Linked DNA regions of Sus scrofa: region 2 is linked to region 1. A link is a contact called in public HiChIP or PLAC-seq data. All regions are on one chromosome and are shown on one strand. The core of a region is the stretch at or near the end of the contact, and the rest is flanking DNA. Distances in the headings are between cores, read along the strand shown. Region 1 has its middle 130 kb from the start of KCNJ2. Region 2 has its middle 13 kb from the start of KCNJ2.

Evidence for each region. HiChIP or PLAC-seq counts read pairs in DNA pulled down with a chosen protein or histone mark.
Region 2: an H3K27ac HiChIP or PLAC-seq map of skeletal muscle shows a contact between it and region 1. The contact joins two enhancer-like sites. A contact is called at or near these places in 4 of 47 Hi-C or Micro-C datasets (embryonic fibroblasts, heart right ventricle, psoas muscle and 1 more) and 1 of 2 datasets of contacts at active chromatin or transcription factors (skeletal muscle).

The regions. Positions count from the first base shown.
Region 1 is chr12:10,226,330-10,231,415 of Sscrofa11.1, reverse strand. No RefSeq gene overlaps it. Among named protein-coding and RNA genes, the nearest start is that of KCNJ2, 130 kb to the left of the region's middle. Within about 2 kb of position 2,000, at least 4 of the 83 cell types and tissues checked have an H3K27ac peak or open chromatin away from gene starts, as enhancers often do. A contact at or near this core is called in skeletal muscle, where this site is marked.
Region 2 is chr12:10,341,601-10,346,686 of Sscrofa11.1, reverse strand. No RefSeq gene overlaps it. Among named protein-coding and RNA genes, the nearest start is that of KCNJ2, 13 kb to the left of the region's middle. Within about 2 kb of position 1,911, at least 2 of the 83 cell types and tissues checked have an H3K27ac peak or open chromatin away from gene starts, as enhancers often do. A contact at or near this core is called in skeletal muscle, where this site is marked.

The sequences.
Region 1 (5,086 bases), core at 751-3,250:
TCTAGAATTTTATTTCTCCCCATTTCTCACCAGGAAAAGCTTCTCATTGTCTGTTGAAACCCCACTGAAATTTTCCTGCAGGAAAACCTTCCTTTATCCCTTGTCACGTGCGTAAAACACAAAGCACATCAGAGTTATTTTGTATTCCTGAAAACTAGTGCCATATTTGACACTATAAATACAAAATATGTGCATATATTGACTAATAGCTACCATTGTCAAGGTCACATCTCCAGGCTTTTGCGAGAGAATATAGTCCTGAGCAATTGTTCTCTTCCGCCAGTATGATTAATATTTGATTTTATTGAGCTTTTTTGCTCAATGTTCATAATGATACTTTAGATAATGGGGCCTGATTGACAACTTTGAGTTTAGAGAAAGTGCTCTTCTGGTGAAGATGTAGTAGAAACACCGTTCTGAAATACTCTCCTGTGGCACAAGTGAATCCTAGATCTATTTGAGGACACGAGAGAGTGGAATTATTTATCTCAAAGCTGATAACTCTCATGTTCAGCTGACCCTTATCTATAACCCTAAGCGTTATTAACATTCTGGATCCCACCTTCTGCATAAAGTAGAACTGGCCCGAGTCATTACAAATCAGTGTTTATTTTTCTGTGACCAGTGGAAGGCCATGGTTTACCAGGACATTATCTACCTGTGGCATCAGTTTAAATTTTTAAAAACGTCTTTGACCTAGTGCTCCATCATGTTGCATCTTCCCAATGCAAAGCAGATCCACCGTTGGACGTATTAATGACATTTTAAATTCCCTTATTAAGTTAGTAAGCTTGGGGAGGTAGAATGGGGAAAGGGTCACCCTATCTAAAAAAAAAAAGGCAAAAAACTATTTGCATATTAGTGTCTGTGGAACATTCTGTTCCAAGGCAAATCCTCAATATAATAAAATCATTTAGGAAAAAAACAACTACCGCTAGCTTGCACTTGGCAAGGGACCATGGATCCCAATATTGTATTCTCCCGGAAACCAGAAAAAGCAAAATGATCTCAGAAAGGCCTGTTGTTTTGGCAAGCAGTGAGATGCAATCACATTTCTACATACTGAGTAGCAGTTGGTATTTTATAAATGGTTAATGCTGGTATGATTCCAAGAGGCATTAGAAATATTAGTGGGTAGCACATTACAGCTCAGCAATTCTGCATGTAACCAAGAGTTGGGTAGCATCCATAGAGAGTATTTATTACGTAGCCAGGCACTTGAGAATATGTTTCTGGAAGCAAAATGAGATGATGATGAGGGAGATTATGTAATGAACGATGCCAAAATAGGCATAAAGGAAAACAATTCGCCGGGAGAAACAAATGCATTTGGGCATGGAAGACTTTTCTAAGGGTCTATATACTCATGGGAAGTAGCCCTTTAAGAGGTCAAGAAAAACCAGATGCTATTAGCAAGAGTACAAGAGTCCAGTTGATACTTGATACTTCTCTCCAAATTCCTCACTCTGGAATTTGGTTATACACACACACACAGACACAGACACCTGTGTGTATAGGTGTATACATGTGTATGTGCCTGTATGCGCCAGTACATAATTTTAATCTTTTTCATGAAGACTCATTTTTGCCTCCTGTTGATTATTCTTTCTACAGTCCCCCGAATACAGAGATGCACCGAGCTACGCGCCTTGCCCTATTACTCCTTTGGCTGGCTTGGCAGCTCAGCTGTTCTCATGGCTTCGCTGTCAAGGGTGCCAAAACCTCAATGTTTTTTTCCTTGGGGACCTAAGTGCTCCTCACTGCTCTGGTTGTCCATGTTCCACTGCTTGTTTGCCATCTCCGTAATCGTTTCCCACCGTCTTTCCTCCTTACAGAGACTTCTACTCTGGATTTCCCCATTTAGCCTCTTTCTCCCTGGCACTCGGGGTCAAAATCCTCAAGTCATCTTTGCTTTTTCCTTTCTGTCTTACATGTCTGCTCAGACCCGGGACTCTTCGGAGAGCCCTGGTACTCTCCCTTACACCTGTCCAATTGCTTTCATTGCCGTGACTCCAGTGTATCCCTTCAGTCCTCAACTGGTGTAGCAGTCTGATTATTGGTCCGTCTGACTTGACTTTTTCTCCCTCTTACTTTAGGAATCACTACCCAACACTAGGCAATCACATGGAGCAACACACTCAGAAAAAAACAAAAAACACAAACAACAACAGCAGAAAGCTTTGGTGTTTTCACTTTGCTTTCAGGATAAATCTAAATAGCTTTGCTTGACATTTATCAAAGGTACTCACTGAACTCTCTCCTTATTTGATATTCTTGGGGAGGGGCTTCAACATTCTTCTGTACCTTTGCTCACAGTATTCTTTTCCGGAATATTCTTCCCCACACATCTTTATCAACTAGTTTCCATAAAATGCAATTCCAGTCTGATCATGCTGGGAGACCAAAAAATTAATTGGGTATAAATTGAAAAATATTTTTGAGAGTTGAACTGTCATTATTAATCAGCCCCTTCACGTAGGAAACTTTTTGCATTCAATGGAAGCAAACTGTGAGAGAAGCCAGGCAGGGCAGTTGTTGTCTGCATATTGATGTGGGAGATGAGTAATGAGGATGGCATTTCCTGGATAGTGGGTGGCAGATGACCAATTGTGGGTGGCTTTGAGACCAAAGCCTAGATCCTTGGACTCCCAGTCAACATCTTTTCCTCTATAATGCAAGTGGAGGCATCATGGCACACTCATCATGCACAGATGCATAGCCATTATGTGGTCTGGAATCCAAATCTGGCCCTGCCACTTATTAGGAATGTAAAGTTGGACACATCACTTAATAAGCTCTTCCATTTCCCAGTCTGTAAAATGCGCCCAACAGGTTTGTCGTGAGGTTAAAACAAGGTAATGCAGGTAAAGCATTTAGCACAACACCTGCCATGAAGAAAGCTCTCAGCAATGCAAGCAGCTGTTCTGCAACATGATGACTGGATAAAATTGACTTCTCCGAAGATTAGAAGAATGACGTCCCCAACACCAGTGGCCTAAAGGTGGAGTTCTTTTCAACGTAATGATTACGTCCATATCTTAACTAAGAGCAAAGGTGTTTTTTCCTCCTACCCTAAATGAAATGGATTAATTATACCTCCTGCAATCAACAATTACACAAGTCCGTCAGTTCATTTTCTATTGGGCATGCATTCCTTGGGCAAACATCATTTCAACAGTATTTTCTTGGTAGTTAACAGTGGTTTATTCCTATAATGAAGATGCTGTCTTTGCCCTGTGTGTCTTTTACCAGGCCAGGCAAACGAGAACCACAGTTCACACACACTTTCAAAAAACCCTGCTTCATACCGCAGATTACTGCTTAGCCTGCAAAGCCCACAATTTAATTATTAGACGAACCACACTAATCATCTCCTTAACCAGCTGCCCCCTTGCCAAATTGTACCAACAGAGAGGAGGACCGTTCAGCTTTGGGAGAAATTCTGAGTAATTCCAAGCAATTAGCAGCAAGCAGTATAGCAGTGGCTAAAGACTTCTTTTGGATGCACTCTGAGCTGAAATCGCAGCTGTCATCTGGCTACAGTGGGATTTTGAGCAAGTGACTCTGCCTTTCTGTACTGGCTTCTGTTCCATTTCTTATCTTGTACAATTACTGAGATGTAGAAGTGAGGTGTGTATGAATCACTCAGCACAGTTTCTGTAGTATAACCTTGCAAAACCTAAATGTGGTTTTAGTAACATTAGAACAGTGTTACATGATCATTTGTAACATTTCAAGATTGTAACATTGCCTTTTGGAGTTGATAATGTATGTAGATGTAATACAAATAATAACCACAGCATAAAGGAAAGGAATCATGACATTGTCAGTATGATGATTTATCCAAAGATATGCCATCTCTGATCACAGCTACTGAATTCTTTTCCTGCTCCCTGTAGACTTGAGTTTCTCCCTTTATATTTTCCCCAAGAGGACTAAAAAGAATTTGGCAGAGTTCCAAGTGGGTAAATGCCAGTCTCTTGGAAGACAGAAGGGGCAAGATGTGTGGTGGTGGGTTGAAGGTCTTACCAAAAAATGTGCACAGTGAGGAATACGAGATACGGAGCTAAATGACTTTACAGTCTGAGTGAGTGCCTATGGTACCAAATTGTAACACCTCTTAGGGATGGTACTTGAACAAATATCTACTAATAAATGATTAGCATGTACTTTGCCTTTCCATAAAAGGAATCTTGTTAAATGAAGTGGCCAGCTCTTGGGAGTGTAATAAGACTTGGCAAATCGATGCCCTTCTGGAGAACATAACTGCACTTTCTGGAGCTGGCCCATGGGCACTCAATTATTTAGAGAGACTCCCAGGCACAGAGCCGATCAGCTCTTGGAGGGTGCTTCAGAAGTCATGGGGGTTGCCTATCAGAGCTGCTAAAGAGGGGAATGTTCTATGTCAGGCTTTAAAAGGTGCAGCACATAAGGCTCTGAAGTCACCCCGATCATCAGCTGGTCTAGACTTTGCCTTGATTATGTAGAAATACACAGACAGGAAGCAGTGTAAATTCTGTATTTCCCTACCATGTGAAATTGCTCCTAATTCACATAGGGCCCTTTGGTAAAATATATTTCTATGGGACTCTCTGTTGTACTAAACCTGTACTTAGAACTCTGACATTACAGGGAAAATAATTATTATCACTTATGTACATATTGTTGACCCACAAAACCCGTGCAGATGAGTTCACTTGATCCTTAGAATCCATCTGTGCTATAGGACTGGTGACTTGCTAAAACCATGCAGGCCAATAAGTAGCAAACCAGGACTTGTGACTGCAAATTGGCTATGCTTCCTAATTCTTCTTTCTACCTAAGTTCCTACATTATGTCACTCAGAGAACTGCAAGTGTAAACCAGACCCTAGGTCTGTAATTGGATGTCAGTTTTCAAATACTTAATAAAGTATGTTCTGGAGCAAAGAGTCTGGGCCAGTTTTAAGCATCTGTCCTTCTCCCCTATTCTCGAGATCTCCATTTCCTCTTCCACTGCCTTTTCAGTGGCCGAGACACCCGAAGCCTGTGTACAGGAAAGAGCCTTACGGTGTGTCATAAAATGCAGTTGTCCAGGACTTTCTCCC
Region 2 (5,086 bases), core at 662-3,161, 120 kb before region 1:
CGATGATAAATACAGTATGTACTTTTGCCTCAGTCTACAGCTCACTTCTCCCTTCTATTTCAAAACAGTTGAACTTTGCAAGCAGGAACCTTCATTTAAGGTTTAACTGAAGCGAGGCCCAGATATACCATGATAAGGTAGTTTGCCTCTGAAATTCTGCCTTCTCTTGGCTCATACATGACACCTGAATTTAGGGTCTCTTAAAACAAGATCCGCTGCCAGTGTCTGTCTGTGTTGGGCCATCTAAGCTCACTGGGGCTTACTGCAATTGCTCTGCCTGTAGGCGTTCACTAGTCTTAAACATTCTATAGGTTTACGATCATTTTGTAGGATAATAAAAAGAAGTGGACAGGAGACTGCCAAAATAGCAATTAGTGGAGAAGGCCCACAAAATTACTTTTTTTTTTTTTAAGATCCTGTTCCTACTTGCAATAAACAAGCTCCTTTCCCAATGGAGAGATGGGGGAGGGAGATGCAAATACCTCAGCAGGGGTCCTACCGCAGTATTCACCTGGAAGAAAAGGTTTAAAATCAAGGGTCTCTGCCCCTGTCCTTTACACCTTCCAGTGGGCTGATGGCCTACATTTACTAGAAGAAAAACTTGACACTTGTTTCTCCTGTTCTTTACTGAAATAAGGCCATCTTGAACCTGCACATGTGCACGCTTTAGAAAGGGCTTGGGTTGCTCTTTCCTGCCAGTGATTTGCATGCAGTTCTGTGCAATATAGAATTTACTTAAAAAGGAAAATGCAAAGGTACGAGGTGTGTCCAGTGAGCGAGAATACAATCCTATTTGATGTCTGTGAATCTGCCTTGTCTGTTCTCCTGTTTTGGAGGACAAGCCTTTCATCATTTTACATAGTGGGAGCGCCCTCGACGAAGGCTTTCTTCGAAGTAAGTCTTTTTTATGAATAAAATATGAAAGGATTCTCCCCTTTGGGAGAGCTGGCAGTCTGCAGAATAGAAAAAAAAAAAATGTGGCTGGTCCAGCTAGTGCCATTGGTAAAACCAGACCAGCCATATTATTTAAATGCCTAGGACACCTAGCTATGTGCTTGCCAGAAAAAAAAGAGGAAGTGAGGAATTTCCTTGACTACCTAAGAGTGGAAATTTTTTACTTTAGTGAATATAGAATTTCCAGACTTTTTCCTCTAAAGGTGTGTGACAACCACTCAGGGGAGGTTATCACTCTGTCTTTGTGGCACAGAGGAGTTGAATTCTCATACGTTGATGTGGAGCAAACAAAAACATAAATCAACAACAGCAACAGTAAGAGCCCTGGAAACAATCCATCTGAACTCAGAGCCATAAGACATTTAAAGCTGTGTTTGATGACCTTCAAATACATGTGCACACACATATATACTGTTTATATACAGTCTCTAAAAGAAATCTGCAATTGGAAGAAATCCTTAAAGGAATGCCTATAAGTTTTGTGCAGCAGATTTGCTTTCTCCCTTATCTCTTTATTTCCGTGAAAGATGGATTTAACCCCACTTAGGGAAATATTATTTGTAACCCAGGTCATCGTCTACAGAGCAATGGCTGCAAGAAACTGCCTTTCACAAGTTATTTAAGACTTTTGAGCCTTGGTTTGCTTATTGGAAAATAAGAATAAAAGCAGAATTTTGTGAGATGTAAAGGGAGAGAGATTTTGTAAAAGTGCTTCAACAATTATAAAGCACTGTATACGGATAGATACAAATGAGTCTTATACTTGTGGTATCAGGTTTTCATTTTCTCACATAATTTTTACCCCAAACTGACGACATTTAAGTCCAACCCAGAAAGAAAAAAGAGCTCATCTCATTTGAGAAATATTCACCATGCATTGAATATCTAGAACGCTGATGAGTGGTGGCAATTCAAAGGCCATCTTTTCAGAGAGCCCTGAGAACGACAACAAGGATGGTAGTAATCTAATTTTAGGTTTCTATATTTGTGCTCTGACCTTGGCAATCAAACCAAAAGACCTCCAATACAGTGTCTGTGCAAGAGAGGGAAGCACACTCCTTGCCCTTGCTGGGAAAATCTATAGTGTTACCTGTCATTAGAGTATATACATTAAATGCCAAGGATTTTTATTTTATTTATTTATTTATTTTGTACTGGAGTTTATGCACCTGGACCCTGGCACTATGTGAAGGGAAGGTGTTTTTCTTGGCAAAAGGCTTGGTAACAAACCCATCAGATTACAGAATGGATTTCCTTTATCTTAGGGCATTGGACTCATTTCAGGGGGCAAAAGGGATAGGATTTCGCAGCTTGTTTGGACATGCTGGTTATTTCTTCTCATTCTTCCCAAGAGAAGAGTGTAGTCTCCTGGCATACCTCCCAGTAGTGTCAATGCCCAAACAAGAAACCCATTAAGTGCCCCAGATACCTTCTGCTAAACAAAATGGTTTTATTGACCCAAAACACGACCGCTTCCCAAATGTGAAAGATTGGCTCTTCCTGGACCTTCTAGCCAAACGAAAGTGATCTTGTTCTTTGGCAGAAGTTCAGTGGTGTTTCTATCAGGGTTGGTTGTATAAGAAAACCTCCTCTGTTAACCTCAGAGCCCAAAGTGATTAACCCTCATTGGACTCCAAGGGATTCTTTCCCGATCACTTCCTGATATATATATATATATATATACATATTTTTTTTTCCTTCACTGTTTTTATCACTTCATTTTGCAGGCCACATCTTTAGCAAATTTTCATGTCACCAAAAACTTTCTGGAAAATCTGCTAAAATGAGCCATTTTTTTCCCTTTTGACAAATTCTTCTAAAAGGAAAGCGGTATTCCTGACAAAGAATGATGAGGAGGTTCCTTTTGCCCATCGCTCCACCATAGCACATGCGTGTGCACACGTACCACTTGCACACACACACGTCAAACTAAATACTCTCATGAAAACACCCAGGGTCCTCACTTGAAAGGGGACTTGCTCGATATTGATAGGATAAACATCACAGAATTTGAGGCATTTGACTTGAATTACTGATTGATCCTTATATGTGTTATGGTTAGAGGAAGGGAAAGAATAGTGGGATTGTGGGTGACTCTCATTTTTTTTCATTTTATAAATTCATTCTTTGTTTATAATTTTCAGATCTTTTTTTACATGGAAAAGATACCTCCTTTTTTAGGTCTTATTCAAGATGATTGAGTTGAACTCATAGTTCATTTTCCCCCGTCTTGTGTTTTTTGTTTTAGAATAAATGCATTAGTCTGTAAAATATCATCTGAGTTTGATTTTTGCCAGAATCTATAGGTTTTTGGATTTGTAGAATTCTCATATGTATTTTTAAAATTTCTAATCACTTTTTAATAATCCAAAGGTTATCAAAAAGAGTCTTTTAAAAGGTCCAGTTGGATATTTGGGGTTTTTTTGAGTGCTTTGTGTGTGTGTGTGTACATGCAGGAAGGCTATCTCATTCCTTTGGTTTTTAATACCTTTTTTTTTTTGTCTTTTTAGGGCCACACCCACAGCATATGGAAGCTTCCTGGCTAGGGGTTGAATTGGAGCTGCAGCTGCTGGCCCACACCACAGCCTAGCAAACACCAGATGCTTAACCCACTGAGCAAGGTCTGGGATTGAACCTGCGTCCTCATGGATACTACTCGGGTTCATTACTGCAGAGCCACAATGGGAATTCCTTTAATACCTAATTTTATTGAACTGTGATCAGAAAACATAATATATTATTTTCTTTAAAACATAATAGCCAATTCTTGTGACTCTGCCATGACTGAAATAAAAGTTTATTTGTTCTTTGTTCAGTGCAAGGTCTATGTGTTTGTATAACTGTTAATTATATTATTATATAATTCAAACACTCAATACCCTTAAATATTTTTTAATCTGTTTAATCTCTTGACTACTGAGATACGTGTGTTTAAGTCTCAACCATCGTGGTGGAATAGTCCATTTCCACTTCTATTTTTTTGTTTTTTTGTTTGCTTTTTCGAGTTCTCTGACCCTGGCCAGTTGAGGGTCAAAGCGGAATTTTTTTCCCAGGCCAAGGATCGAACCCGAGCCACAGCACTGACAATGCCACATCTTTAACCACCAGGCTACCAGGCAATCCCTATAACTTGCATTTAATGGCACATGTTGTTAAATCTTATTGGCAAATTACAGGAGTTCCCATTGTGGTGCCGTGGAAACGAATCTGACTAGGAGCCATGAGGACGCGGGTTCCATCCCTGGCCTTGCTCAGTGGGTTAAGGATCCGGCGTTGCCGTGAGCTGTGGTATAGGTTGCTGACGCGGCTCAGACTCTGCGTTGCTGTGGCTCTGGTGTAGGTCAGCAGTTGTGGCTCTACTTCGACTCTTAGCCTGGGAACCTCCATATGCTGTGGGTGAGGCCCTAAAAAAGCAAAGCAAAACAAAACAAAAAAGCAAAAAAAAAAAAAAAATTATTGGCAAATTACTGTTTATCAAATAAAATAATTATCTTTTTCCTTGAATTTTTTTTGTCAGACACTAATGTGGCAGTGCTGCTTTAGTTTTTTTTTTTTTTTTTTTTTTTTGGTATTTATCTGGTCTATCCTTTCCCTGTCTCTTTATTCTCTATCTTTTTATGTTTGATTGTTTTTACACATCTGATTTTTATTTTAAATTTGAGGAGAATATTTATAATTATCCTATTATGGATACTTACTCACATACTTTTCATTTTCCTTGCTCCTTCTTTCTTTCTTCTCCATCCATTAATGTATTGATACATTTATCTTGGTTTTTTTCTTCTATTGGCTTTTATATTTACATTCTATGTATCTTACTTTACTGGTTGTCCTTAAATATTTAACAACTGTATTTAAACAAATCATTGTGAAACTGCCTAGAACTTGCTTCCATTTTTGTCTATTTTTTCTCAAGGAGACAAAAACTTTGGAGTTCCTGTTGTGGCTCAGCGGATTCCATGAATCCAACTAGGAACGATGAGGTTGCAGGTTCAATTCCTGGTCTTGCTCAGTGGGTTAAGGATCTGGCATTGCCGTGAGCTATGGTGTAGGTCGCAGACACGGCTTGGATCTGGCGTGACTGTGGCTGTGGTGTAGGCCAGCAGCTGTAGCTCCGACTAGGCCCCTAGCC